Linked DNA regions of Mus musculus: region 2 is linked to region 1. A link is a contact called in public HiChIP or PLAC-seq data. All regions are on one chromosome and are shown on one strand. Each heading gives the region's core, a stretch centred on a gene start, on an enhancer-like site or on the middle of the called end of the contact. The rest is flanking DNA. Distances are from core to core; before and after follow the strand shown. Region 1 overlaps Gm33390 (a long non-coding RNA gene). Region 2 has its middle 19 kb from the start of Gm41031.

Region 1 (6,359 bases), core at 1,551-4,050:
TTTATTTTGTTTTGTTTGAGACAGGTTCTTTCTACACAGTTCTGGCTGTCCTGGAACTCACTCTGCACACTAGGGTGGCTTTGAACTCACAGAGCTCAATCATTCTCTGCATTTTGAGTATTGGGATTAAAGGCATTCTCTATCAATGCCCAGCCACAGATGGATATTCTGAAGAAAATGAAGAGACACTTCATGAGTCTGATGCCATCTTCTTTTCAAGGATTTTCTTCTGTGTTCATTAGGATGGTCAGAGTGAATCTGAAGTGCCATTCTAGAACTTTATTCTCAGAAGACATTTTTGTCAGCAATTGTGTCCAAATTACTGGTGAGCCTACATGACCAGGCTAGACCTGAAACTCATATTTTTCACTTTTAGGGGATGGTGGTGATAAGATAATTAAGAGGAGGAATAAACAATTTCAAATTATCCCTTGGTGGTGCCTTCTATGATCACAATTTACGAATAGCGAATACTTTCTTGAGAGTCTCAGTGTTGTTAGCATATTAAAGGACCCCTCTCCTTGTTGAATATCAAGTTCAACCACAGAAGCCATACCCGTCCCTTCCTCTCCATTTTATCTCACTGACAGATCCCTACAGATGTCCCAGGCAAACTGCATCCTCCTTTAAGGGTCTAATACATCCTAGGCTAGCTTCAAACTCAATGTAGCTAAGGGGGACTTCAGCCTCCTGATTGTGCTCCCATTGAGTGTGACGGGGCTATAGGCTTGGTGTTCAGTGTTGGAGTTTTAACTTGGGCCTTAGTGCATCTTAGATACAGGTTTAAAGTTTACTTTTTTCTTGTTCGTTAGACAATATTATAACTTGACATTATAACCAAACATTATAACTTGAGATAGAGCAAGAACTGACAATAACTGAAATACTCTGTGAAACATTTTTTTGAGTAAAAAAAAAAAATTTTTTTTTCAAATAGAATTTCAACCTAGAGTGTTAACTATAAAGCGCTGGTGACTGCATTTAAATGTCACTAATTAGTTTTACCTCCAGAGCTTCCACCTCACAGTAAGAAAGCCAGGTAATGGGGCAGATGGGGAGAGTCGGGCTTAAGGACCTTTGAGAACAGGCTGTGGCTTTCTGTTTTAAAGTGTAGTTTTTGTCATCTTGAAGTTCTATGGTGTGTTTACATTTTTACTTCTTTGTCATTGCTGTTGTGGACAGACGTAATGGTAGAGGGTCTGAGTGTCTTATGGCCTTTGCGTGAAGATCAGAAGATGGCTCTGTCGAGTTTGTTCTCTCCTTCCTTCATTACATGGGTTCCAGGTGTCCAAGTCAGGTCACCAAGCTTGCCTGGCAAGTGCCTTGATTTACCAAGGCATCTTGCTGGCCCATTAGGAAAATTTTTTAGAAAAATTGGCTATATAGAAGTTGAGGATCTGGCAGTTCATCATCATGAAGAAATGGCCAACTTAGTGTGAATCTTTCCAGGCACAGACGTCCATACAGAAGCCCTAGGGGAGCTGTTAGCAATTCCTCTAGGCTCTGCCCAACCGTTACCTAGCAACAGCTTGTGTCTCCACCCTCCAGGTATGAGACAGGAGCCAGGCTTATAAGAAGACCACTGGAGACCTCTGTGTCTCCCTCTCTCTCTCACACCTCTCCTTCCCTTCCTCCCTCCCTCCCTCCCTCCCTCCCTCCCTCCCTCCCTCTCTTCCTCCCTCCCTTACCTCTCTCTTCCTCTAACCTCATGCGTCCCTGCCGGCCTCTTCCTCTTTGGTCCTTCCTCATTCCTCTGTCTATTCTTCTCTGTCCCCCTTCCTTCCTCTGCCTCTACCCCTTTTGCAGGTCCCCTTCCCATCTCACTAATAAACCTTCCTTATGTTAGGTCTGTAGCGTGACTGATTCCTCCGGGGACACTTTGGCAGGGCCGGCTGAGGTGCTTCTTCCTGTCACACTTTGTCAGACACAACAGGAGTGGCCTTGCAGCTCAGCACTTGGGCTATCTGGTCACAGCCCAGCCATAGGTAGCCTTGGCTGACCAGGCCAGGCTTTCTCGCTAGATCTCACTCTTGCCAAGCCCTGGGCTCTGGCCGCTGGAGCCACAGACTCCTAAAGGCAGGCATCGATTTTTCCTGCTGTGTGTCCTGTTCACTGTCTGGAATTACTGTTCTCCAGACGTCTGCTTCTCCTCTCCAGCCAAAGCCAGCTGGACTCACTCTCAAGGGGAAGACAGAGTTGGGATGTATGGTGTGTCCCTGTCCTGCAGTATTACATGGCCCTGGGTTGTCCTCTCCTGTGTGTCTTTTCTATGTGCGTGTGCGTGAGTGCGCGTGCGTGCGTGCGTGCGTGCGTGCGTGCGTGCGTGCGTGTGTGTGTGTGTGTGTGTGTGTGTGTTATGGGGGTGGGAGGGTTTGTAGCACCATTAGCCACAAAGTGTTTGTCTTAAATTCCAGTCCTGAGCAAGGAGTGCTCTGATATATAGTCTCTGGTGTCCCCTTCCAGTACCTAGCACAGGGGTGCTGATCTGTCAATTGGTTCATTATGTTACCTTAAAAAACAACAACAAAATAAAACTAAACCAAACCAAATCAAAAACCATTGGATAGGAAAGACACTTGCTTAAGTTAATGTGTGTGTGTGTGTGTGTGTGTGTGTGTGCGCGCGTGCATATGTACACATACACACACACACACACACACACACACACACACACACACACACAAGCCCCATCTGTCTCTCCATCTGTCCATCTGTCTGTTTGCCTGCCCAACGAGTTTGACTTTGTCTTCAGTCACAGCTTGGGAAGCCATAGGAACCAGACATCTGTGCCCTTAGCTCCAAGGGCAGTGGTGTGTGGGTGACTCGCAAGCTGGCCGGGGCTTGTGGAGCAGCTGTGAGCGCACAGGACTACCCTTTTGTTCAAAGAAAAGGAAAGACAAAGTCTACGTGCCAATGAGGTAAAGAGAGACCCTGGTTCCTCAGACAGGAATTTCAGAACTTCAGTGGTGTCTTTGTGGCTGGTCCCTAATCTTTTCTTTTTCAAATTTCTCTCAAAGGATGATTAAGACATCTTTAATTAACTATTAAAACCCAAGTGTTCTAACACAGAGGACAAGATTTACAAAATCCTTTTAATTACCGGAACCAGATTTTTTCCCCCTGATCTGTAAATACCTGTTTACTCCGCAACCAAATTTGGCTTTAATTAAACTGGCTGTCGGGGGTGAGGGGTGGGGTGTTGAGAGCTGGGAAACGCCTCAATTTGCATTCGCGCTGCTTTTAATGGCGCTGGCTTCACAGTGAGGATCAGAGGCTGGGGTAATTTATTGTTGAAACTGGAAAATCGGGCAAAAGGGGATTTGCTTCCCATATAGGAACTCATGGAAATGACACACACCCTTGCCACTTCTGATTTATTCAATGTGTAGTAGTGGGATTACCGGAAAGTCCTTCAGTGATATGAGATTAGCTCTCTCTCTCTCTCTCTCTCTCTCTCTCTCTCTCTCTCTCTCTCTCTCCATACACACACACCCCATTGATTCGTTGAAACTAGCAGCCAAGTTTATGGTTCTAATGACAAGGAAAGAAAACCCAGAGCCAGCTCTCCTCTGTTCAGCTTTCTGTTTAATATTCAATAAGGTGCACAGTTTGTTGAGAAAATAAGGGTGGTGTTTTGCCATCCCCTTACGGATTTCAGTCAACACACGGAGGTGTTGGGAATGATCTGCTAAGCCCATTTCCCTGCCTTGAACCATCTGGTTCAAATTCTGTCTACCTGCTTGGGGTGCAGCAGCTTTGTCTGCCTGTACAGACAGGGAAGTCACAACTCATTAACAGTTTAGGGTAAATCCCTGTGGAAATGTGCAACTTTACTATTGTGGTAGGTCTCCCCTAGGGAGCAAATTAGATAGGGCTTTTATGTAAACCAAAGAAATGTTAGGTATATTGGGAGATCTGAAGAGGATCTGGAGGTGGGGGGAATAGAACTAATGTATTATTTTAAATGGGAACAAACTTGTGTGTCATAATCTGACTGGTCGCTGAGTTCGGCGGGAAGTGGCCAAGTGACACTGAAATACATTGAAATAGGGACACATGCATAGTAACAGAAACAGAAGCAGGTTGTATCTCAGTCTCCTACAGGAGTCAGAATCCAGATGGAGACCAGCTATGACATCTACAGATTCACCTTGATGTCTCCATGTTGGAGGCTAGAAAGCATCTTCTGGGGCTGGAGAGATGGCTCAGTGGTTAAGAGCACTGACTGCTCTTCCAGGCCCTGAGTTCAATTCCCAGCAACCACATGGTGACTTACAACCATCTGTAATGGGGTCCGATGCCTTCTCTGGTGTGTCTGAAGATATAAATGAAATAACATAAGTCTTTTAAAAAATGAGAAAGCTTCATCTGTTTTAGTGTCCTGAATACAATCATGCCTGAATCACAAGGTTTCAGCCAGAGAGTTAAGTCACAGCTTACTAGTGGTTTCTGGGAAATGCTTCTCTTCTGGTAAATTGGAAGAGTTATTGTCAGACTCACTTCCTTCTTGACTCAAGGAGAAAGATTTTGTGTAGATGGGATGTCCTTTGACTGTCAAGGGCAAGGTTATAAAAACTGCAGACACCAGGCCCAGAACTGAAGTCAGTGCTGTCTTGTTCTAGATTTCTTCTTTGTTAATTTAGCCACGGTCCTGATTACTGGTGGCCAAGAGAAGTGCTGACAGTCCCTGCCGATTCGGGCTCTTAATTGACAGATTCAATCAACCATGGATCTGAAATAAGCAGCAGAAAATGAGAGGCTAGGTTTGATGTGCACAAGCTTTTTTTCTTGACACTATGCCCCAAACAGAATAATATAATAACTATTGACGTTGCACTTAGACCTATATCAGGCATTATAAGTCACCTGGAGGTGAAAATACTCCAGATGTAAGTAGATTATATGCAATGTATGTATGTATATACACAGGTTATATTCAATGACTATACCACTCTGCACAAGGGACCTGAACACCTGCAGCTTTTGGAACCAGCTCCTCATGGACACCATTGGAATGCTGTACTCAGGCGGGCCTTGAGAGGGACCTGGGGTCTCATAGCCTTGTGAACTCTGCTTCTGTAATCATAGCATCTGGGTTCTCCATGGGTTGGGTTCTCCATGAAGGTCTGGAAGATGCTGTTGTGTCTTAGCACATGCGGCTTGGTGTGGTATTCACTGAGTGAACAAACCAAAGATTCAAGAAGGATGAAAGATTCCTTAGTGCTTCCACCAGGGAAGTGGTCCATCAAGAATGTCCCCTTTCAGCAATTCCATGCTATAACAGCAAAGGAAAAGCTGACGTTTCCTTTTTTGAGGCTGTGACGCACCTCTCACAGATCCATTCTTTGTTGTTGTTGTTGTTTGTTTTTTGTTTTTTCAAGACAAGGTTTCTCTGTATAGCCCTGGCTGCCCTGGAACTCACTCTGTAGACTAGGCTGGCCTCGAACTCAGAAATCTGCCTGCCTCTGCCTCCCAAATGCTGGAATTAAAGGCGTGGGCCAACACTGCCCGGCTCATGGTCCTGTTCTTACACACATTTCTTCGGCTACTTCTCTCTTCCTGCTTCTTGAGTTTTGGTGAACCAGTTGATTTGTTTATTTATCACTATTGTCGGCTGACCAAGGATGCCAACTCATGCCCCACCAGCTCCTCCCACCTGTCCGTTTTCCCTGAGAACTCTGCCTCAGCAGCAGAAGTCTCACTTTTACACAATACTAGCCTAAAGGTCTGACGTAAGCTAAAGAGGGCATATGCAAATTTAGAGTGTCTGACATTTCACCTGTGAAAGAGAATCTCCCGGTGACAAGGAAGAGAGGATCCCTGAGAGCGGACGGAGGCCATTGCTCTATTTCCTGATTCAAAACTGGAGAGGAGAGCACAAAGGAAAAGCCTACAGAACATCTGTTCTTTTCCTGTTCTTTTGTTTGGGGGGAGGCCAGAGAAGGGGAAGAATCAGGGAGGGAGGGAAAAAGGAAGGGGGAGAGGGAGGGGGGGAGGGAGAGGTATTTTTCCATTGACCCAGTAAACAAAATAGAAAATGAGGCCGCAAAAACCTGACCACTCATTTTGGAGTTTCCCTAAGAGGTGTCTTGCTCAAGGACAAAGAGTCTCTCCTAGGAGGCGTTTCCCCTTTGCCCTGGAAACGGTCCAAAGGCAGAGCCAAGTCTAGCAGGTCAAAGGTCTGCTATCTACAAGACTTCCTTGGGGTTTTGGACTCTTGGCAGAAAGCAGCAGATTTCCTCTTTGGTGGGAAGTCCTCCAGCAGTGAGCAGGTTGGGGGAGGGAGGGACGGCAAGGGACAGCCCTTCCCACCACTCCAATTCAGCATTTAAATTGGAAAGGACTGCTGTCTCTGGGTT
Region 2 (6,359 bases), core at 2,191-4,690, 550 kb after region 1:
GACCTCCACCTCCCAAATTCCAGGATTCCAGGAGTAAGCCACCATGCTAGCTAAAGCTGACTTATACCTGTGTAGGGAAAAAAAAAAAAAAGGTGGTGACAAAGAGCAGATGCTCCCAGCTAACCCTGCCGGTGCTCCCAGGGGCAACAATGACAGTGGACTGTGTTTCTGAGGCCTGACACTTGGTAGTTTGAGTGTATTAAATACACTTGTCATGATATTTTCTATTTAAGATGGATTTATCAGGACATAATCCTATTGTATGTCAAGGGGTATGTGGGGAACAGAGAAACTACAAGAAAACCTATTCTTAATAGGGTGCCCAAAAAAACCTCCCAGTGCCTCTAGCAGGAGGCAGGCACAGCTAAGAACACAGAAGGCACATCACTTAGGAATAGAGTTTGGTTTTGTCTAAATTTTATTTACCAAGTAACATAGTCCTGAAAAAATGTAAATGGAGATGAGGTCTTTTTTGAGTAGTTTCTGAGCGTTTTGTTTTTTAAGTATCAGGAGACCACAGCAGGAATCCCATAGCTTCTGCCTTAAGGGTTTTGCGGTCAGTCACAACCCCAAGACTGTCCCCATTAGAGACCGGCTGCAGTGAAACCTGAAGATCTTGGGTTTAAGATCCAAAGCTGTTGGTTCTTATCTCTCCAGAGACCTGCTGACACCTGCCCTGCATTCTAACCTGCCAATTAGAGGTGAGAGCGCTCTCACACTTTGATGTCCAAGACCAACTGGAAAGGTAACTTGGACATGCCCACCTACCCCCCATCCCACCCCCAAGTCTGCTCTCAGCAGTGAGTGACTCATTGTGCTTTTCTGCCTTTAGAGAGAGGTGCTGGGTCTGCATTCCTAGCCCTGAGACCTTTTGAAGAGGATCCTCATTATTTGGTCTGGGAGAAGGCCAATATCTTACTGCACCCTTAGACCTTTGGTGGAATAGTTGTCATTTCCTGTCTGGTTTGCCCAGGTTGTGGGATAATCTTGCCCAAGCAAGTGTCTACGGAACACGGATAAGTAATGCTCTCCTCCCCAACGCGCAAAGTCAAAGCCACTGTCAAGTTTGGCTTGCAGCCAGAATTCCTTTCCTCCCACCGGTGTTGGGATGAAGTCAAAGACAAGCAAAGGAGAGATTGGGTAACTTTTATTTTTAAAGGAGTGCCTAATTATGGAAGATATGGTTGATATTTTGATATTGTTTATAATGGCTTCATTGATTTTTTTTTTCCTTAGCCAATAAGAAGTGAGAAGTATCAACCCCACCCCCACCCCAGCCAAAATCCAATAGAATTCCTCCCCAGCTATTCAAAGTCCCTCTGGTGTGATCTAGAATAGAAATATCAATGCACACAGTGTACTGAAGAAATTCATCCGTATTTACCTGACACCTTTTAAGAGCTCTCCCCAAACTGCCCTAACAACCTCTGGCATCAAAGCCTGCTGAGACTATGTGGAATTTTTCCTTCCTGTTTGAGTAAAACTTAGGAAGACGGGTAGCAATTAAAAGCAAATCATAATTTTTAAAACCTTAAGGGAAATTATTGTGGTATGCTGAATTATCGGGATGTCAGCTCCCACCCACTTAGGATATGGCTCGTAATAAAACAGCAAGCGTCAATAGGCCTTAAAACCAAAGCACTCCTCCAAAGACTCTCTACCTCGGTGATTTCCTATTGCTGTGATAAGACACCATGACCAGCTTATACCCGAGTAAGAGGCAGAGAGGGAGAGACTGGGAATGGTGAGAATCTTCTGAAACCTCAAAGCTCATCTCCAATGACACACTTCCCCCAACGAGGCCACACCTCCTCCAACAAGGCCACACCTCCTAGTCCTTCCCAAACAGTTACACCAACTGGGGACCAGGTATTCAAACAAATGAGCCTGCAGGGACCATTCTCATGAAAACCGCCACAGTCACAGTAGAAATCACCATTCTGCTCACTCAAGTGGGAAATGCCATCCTTTCTTTGTAGTGTTATAACTGGCTGCCTAGGCAGTGCTCCCAAGCACTAACTCACCCCTGGGGCTTTGAGGAGATGGGTTGCTTTCTCCTGTAGCATCTCAGCATTCAGAATATGCTAGAAGTGCCTCCATTTGAGCAATGTAGCCACAGACGCCATCATTCTCCTGCTCAGCGAAGCACTTTGGGCTTGAGAGCTATACATGCTGAAGGAAAGCTCACCAAAGTCAACTCCATGGGACTGTATTTAGTTTCCTTTCTATTGCTGTGATAGAATACTCCGAGCAGAAGTGACTTGGAGAGGAGAGGACATAGGTCATCACCAAGGAAGTTAGAACAGGAACTCAAGGCAAGAATCTAGATCAGAAAAAAATGGAGAAACACTACCTGTTGTCTGACATCCTGGCTCATTCTTGACCAGCTTTCTTACACAGCCCTGGCTGGACCACCGTGGAGGGGAAAGACCACGATGACTCACAGTGGGTGGGCGCCCCCCTCTGTCAATTAAGACACTCAGGACAATCCCTCACAGACAGGCCCACAGACGAATCTGATAAAAGATGGTTACTCAACTGAGACTCTTTTTCAGATGATTACAGGGTATGTCAGGTTTTGAGTTCATGGTAAGTAGGACAGAATGTTAAACTGTTCTCATTTTTTGTTTGTTTTTAGAAATCTCACTCTTGAAACACAATCTGAACCCCAAACAGCTTTCTCTCCACAGTCCACTCTGGTCCCTAGAGTGCTGAGCCCATGTCTGGTTACCAGTGTTCAGTGTATCTGCCACGTGCCAGCAGATACAATAGACCAGCACCAACAAACACCCTGCCCAGAAAGGTCTCCTCTGTATTTTGGTGCCAGCCTAGATGCTTCTAATACGCAGTGAGACATAGACACCCTGAGTGGATCTAAGTCATCTTCACTCTCTCCGGATCATGGCAAAACTGGAAGTAACCTTCGTCTATTGCTCCTACGATGAATTCTCTCAACATTTTAGAGCATTCAGTTTATTTCTCCTAGTGACCCGTGTTTGATCTAGAAGACTGAGCAAATAAAAGCGAGCAGAATGAAGGAACCTAGACACATCACTTGGCGGTCAAGCTCCCAGAACTCCTCTTATCTACACAGGTATCTTCAAAACAGAGCGTTCGTTGTGGTTGTTCTCCAGTATCTTTCTCCTCGAATGCGTTTGCTGGTGTGCTTCCAGGTCAGTAAGCGGAGCACCCCACCCTTCTGAATGGCTGCTTGGCATCTGTGTGTGCCTCTACCATCCTTTCAAACAGACTTCTAGAGCAGGGCTGGGCGTTTGCTTGTGGGTTTGGGCTGCTACTTTGGTTTCTTTGGGGTTCTTCTGTATTGTATTGTTTTCCCACTGTAAGCACCGTTGAAGTGGGTGAGAGAGGACTAAGCTGGCACATTTCCTTAGGAGATATTCCTGAGAGTAAATTTGCTGAGGCAGGGTGTGATGCTTGCTGCAAATTGTTCCTTAAAACACCCTCCTCCAGACTGTGCTAACAAGTACTAACTTCGACCCAATACAGGCATCGCTGTCTTTGTTTAAAAGAAAAATCTATTCAGTCTAGCAAGTAAAAAATTTGTATGTGTTATGTGTTTCCATTTCTTTTAACTGGTGGGTCTTTTTTTTTTTTTTTTCCTTCTAATAATTTGAATGTCTCCTTTGAAAATATTTTATTCATGGTTTGGGCCTATTTCCTACCAGGTATGAACACCTTCCTCCCCATTTCCCTCTTTCCAGAGACAACCATGAAAAGTTAGATTTGTCTTCTTCCTGATCTTTTGCTGTGCATTAGGAAACACACATAGAGTTCTCAAATTTACTGTTACAACTTTTGCCAACTCTCAACTTCTCACCAACCAACTTCTTTTACATATAGTACCACATCAGCCATGTAAATTTACCTCAGTATATTGAAATGCTGAAAAAAAAAACCCACAATATGGGCGTATTGGTGCTTAGAATATTCCAGAATTCCATCATCAGTGAACATTTGAGTTGTATCCAAGTGTTTGGGGTTGTTTAATGCACATAATTCTTTATGCCTCTTTGATTATAAATGAATGTGCTCCAGGATCAGTACTTTGAAGAGAAATTAATGATTGTTATCAATTGCAATCAAAGTGCTCTCCGGAAAGCCAAGCTGCCTTCCACCAGGGGCATATCAGCGGGCCCATCTGCAGCAATGCTGACCTGTGGCCTCTGATTGCTTGCACTTATTTTGCAATTTGTCTTAGAACGTTGGTTACTAATTTTTAAAGCATCCTTTCTTGTCTCATCCTATTACTGAAGAGAGCACTCGCCCTCTCCACAGTAGGAGCCTTGTTCACGCTTTCCTTATGACTGTCAGCATTATTCCAGGAAATCTTTCACATCAGCCTGCCCAGCCTGGTGTCCCTGCCTGTCCCCTGAGCTTGGTTCTTGTCCTCCCTAGACTTCCTCCAACCTTCTGACTTCTCAGAACCGTGATCCTCAGCTGTCTTTCCATGCCAATTGCAGATCTCCCCTTCATGACATTTACCAACCATTCTTTGAACTTCTGTAAACGTCCTTTGCTTTGTTGTTTTAGAATTGCTAAGCCTCATAATAATAATGTTCAAAAATCTATTTATTAATCCTTGGCTCCGTATGAGCTGTTGTGCTAAGTGCTTTTGTAGATATCATGTCACCTATAACCTCTACACTATCAACATTTAGATTTTAAAAAAAAAATCTGAATATTGGAGAACTAAAACCATCTGCTCAAGGCCACCCATGAGTGGCAGGCCAGAGACTCCAAGCCACATTCCTCTGCTGCAGGTCCCATGCCTCCCACCACTCCACCCTGTGCCCTTCTCTCTTCTATGAGTGCTATGGTCTGAGTACTGTTCCACCTCAAAATCCATTTGTTGACATTGATTTTCTATTCAACAGAATTGAGATTTGTGCCTCTTGGAAGGTGATATATCCTACCCTCACTAGTAGAATTATTGTCCTAAGAGAAATTTGTAGGATCGCATTAGCACCTCACACCACAAAAGAAGATTCAATCTATGAGAATTCTGCCCTCACTAGACACCAACTTTGTTGATCTCTTTGTCTTAGGTTTCCCAGCCTCTAGAACTGTATGAATAAATGTCTGTGGTTCATAAGCAACCCAGTACTTGGTATTTTGTAAGAGCATCCTTTTACTACCCAGGCCAGGAGACTGGAGGTTCTTGAAACAGGATTTTGCCCTTTTTGGCATCTTCCATACAACATAACAGAATGCCGTAGGTGATCAGTTACCATGGTGATTGTTGACTGGTGTCCCTTCCAGGATCACATTCTGGGTGTGAATTATTAATCATTGATGGTGCCATCTAAATGATCAGGAAAGATCCATCTAACATTTTATGAAATGAAAGCCATGTCCACCCCTGCCCTGATGCATCTGTCTTATGCAAGCGCAATTTGGGATAAACAGGAAGTGCAGAACACAAGTCCTTGGCGTAAGGAGCTTTCATCCCCTACCTGAAGGGCAAAAGATAATTGAAATACTAACTGGTCATCAATCAAAGTGTCCCCCAAACACCTACCTAGAAAACAATGACGCGAATCAGGCTGAGAGTAATGACATACAACATACGCATTGTTAGGGAAAGAAAGTTTGCAGAAAGGTGAGGCCTCAGGAAGTAGCCTTGGCGGGAGGGGTGAAATAAGGACAGGCAAGGAAGGCCCTGCCAAGCAGCTTGAATGAGGTCTTGGGGCAGATTCGCAGCTCCTACAGCTTTCCCATGCTCAAGGTTCCCAGCATTCCTTCCCTGTCAAATGGGGCTAATCATACGGCAGCACATCACTCAGACTCACTAACATAATGTGGTCTAATTAGGCAGTTCCTGCAAGCACTTTGAACTCCATCACAGAAGGGAAGTGACTGAGCGAAGAAGTTATTATTAGTGGGAATGTGGGACTAGCCCTGTCTTAAACACTGAAGCAACTCTCTCATAACTAAGCTCGGCCCTGTGAAACAGTCACCGGCAGATCTCTGTACAGGGAGTGTGCTCTCTTTCTGAGTTGCAAGGACATTGGACCAGAGAGGAAAACTCTGCCTTGAATATGGGAATAGTCTGTGGGAAGCCGCCCCCACATTCGCCGTCACAAGATGGCGCTGACATCCTGTGTTCTAAGTTGGTAAACAAATAATCTACGCATGTGCCAAGGGTATTTACGACTACTTGTACTCTGTTTTTCCCGTGAACGTCAGCTCGGCCATGGGCTGCAGCCAATCAGGGAGTGATGCGCCCTAGGCAATGGTTGTTCTCTTTAAATTAGAAGGGGTTTCGTTTTTCTCTCTCTCTTGCTTCTCTCTCTTGCTTCTTGCTCTCTCTTGCTTCCCTCTCTTGCTTCTTACACTCT

Evidence for each region. HiChIP or PLAC-seq counts read pairs in DNA pulled down with a chosen protein or histone mark.
Region 2: a contact with region 1 is called in an H3K27ac HiChIP or PLAC-seq map of embryonic stem cells, with 3 times the contacts expected there. The contact joins two enhancer-like sites. A contact is called at or near these places in 3 of 39 promoter capture datasets (cranial neural crest, maxillary cranial neural crest and second pharyngeal arch cranial neural crest), 1 of 484 Hi-C or Micro-C datasets (bone marrow-derived macrophages), 3 of 115 datasets of contacts at active chromatin or transcription factors (cardiomyocytes, embryonic basal ganglia and embryonic stem cells) and 1 of 9 other capture datasets (embryonic stem cells).

Annotation. Positions count from the first base shown.
Region 1 is chr13:97,289,426-97,295,784 of GRCm38.p6, forward strand. It overlaps Gm33390 (a long non-coding RNA gene), which reads right to left. Exons shown (of 3, transcript XR_382781.1): 2 at 4,501-4,732; 3 at 4,289-4,315. Among named protein-coding and RNA genes, the nearest start is that of Gm33390, 6.5 kb to the right of the region's middle. Within about 2 kb of position 2,801, at least 52 of the 459 cell types and tissues checked have an H3K27ac peak or open chromatin away from gene starts, as enhancers often do. A contact at or near this core is called in embryonic stem cells, where this site is marked.
Region 2 is chr13:97,841,966-97,848,324 of GRCm38.p6, forward strand. No RefSeq gene overlaps it. Among named protein-coding and RNA genes, the nearest start is that of Gm41031, 19 kb to the left of the region's middle. Within about 2 kb of position 3,441, at least 6 of the 459 cell types and tissues checked have an H3K27ac peak or open chromatin away from gene starts, as enhancers often do. A contact at or near this core is called in embryonic stem cells, where this site is marked.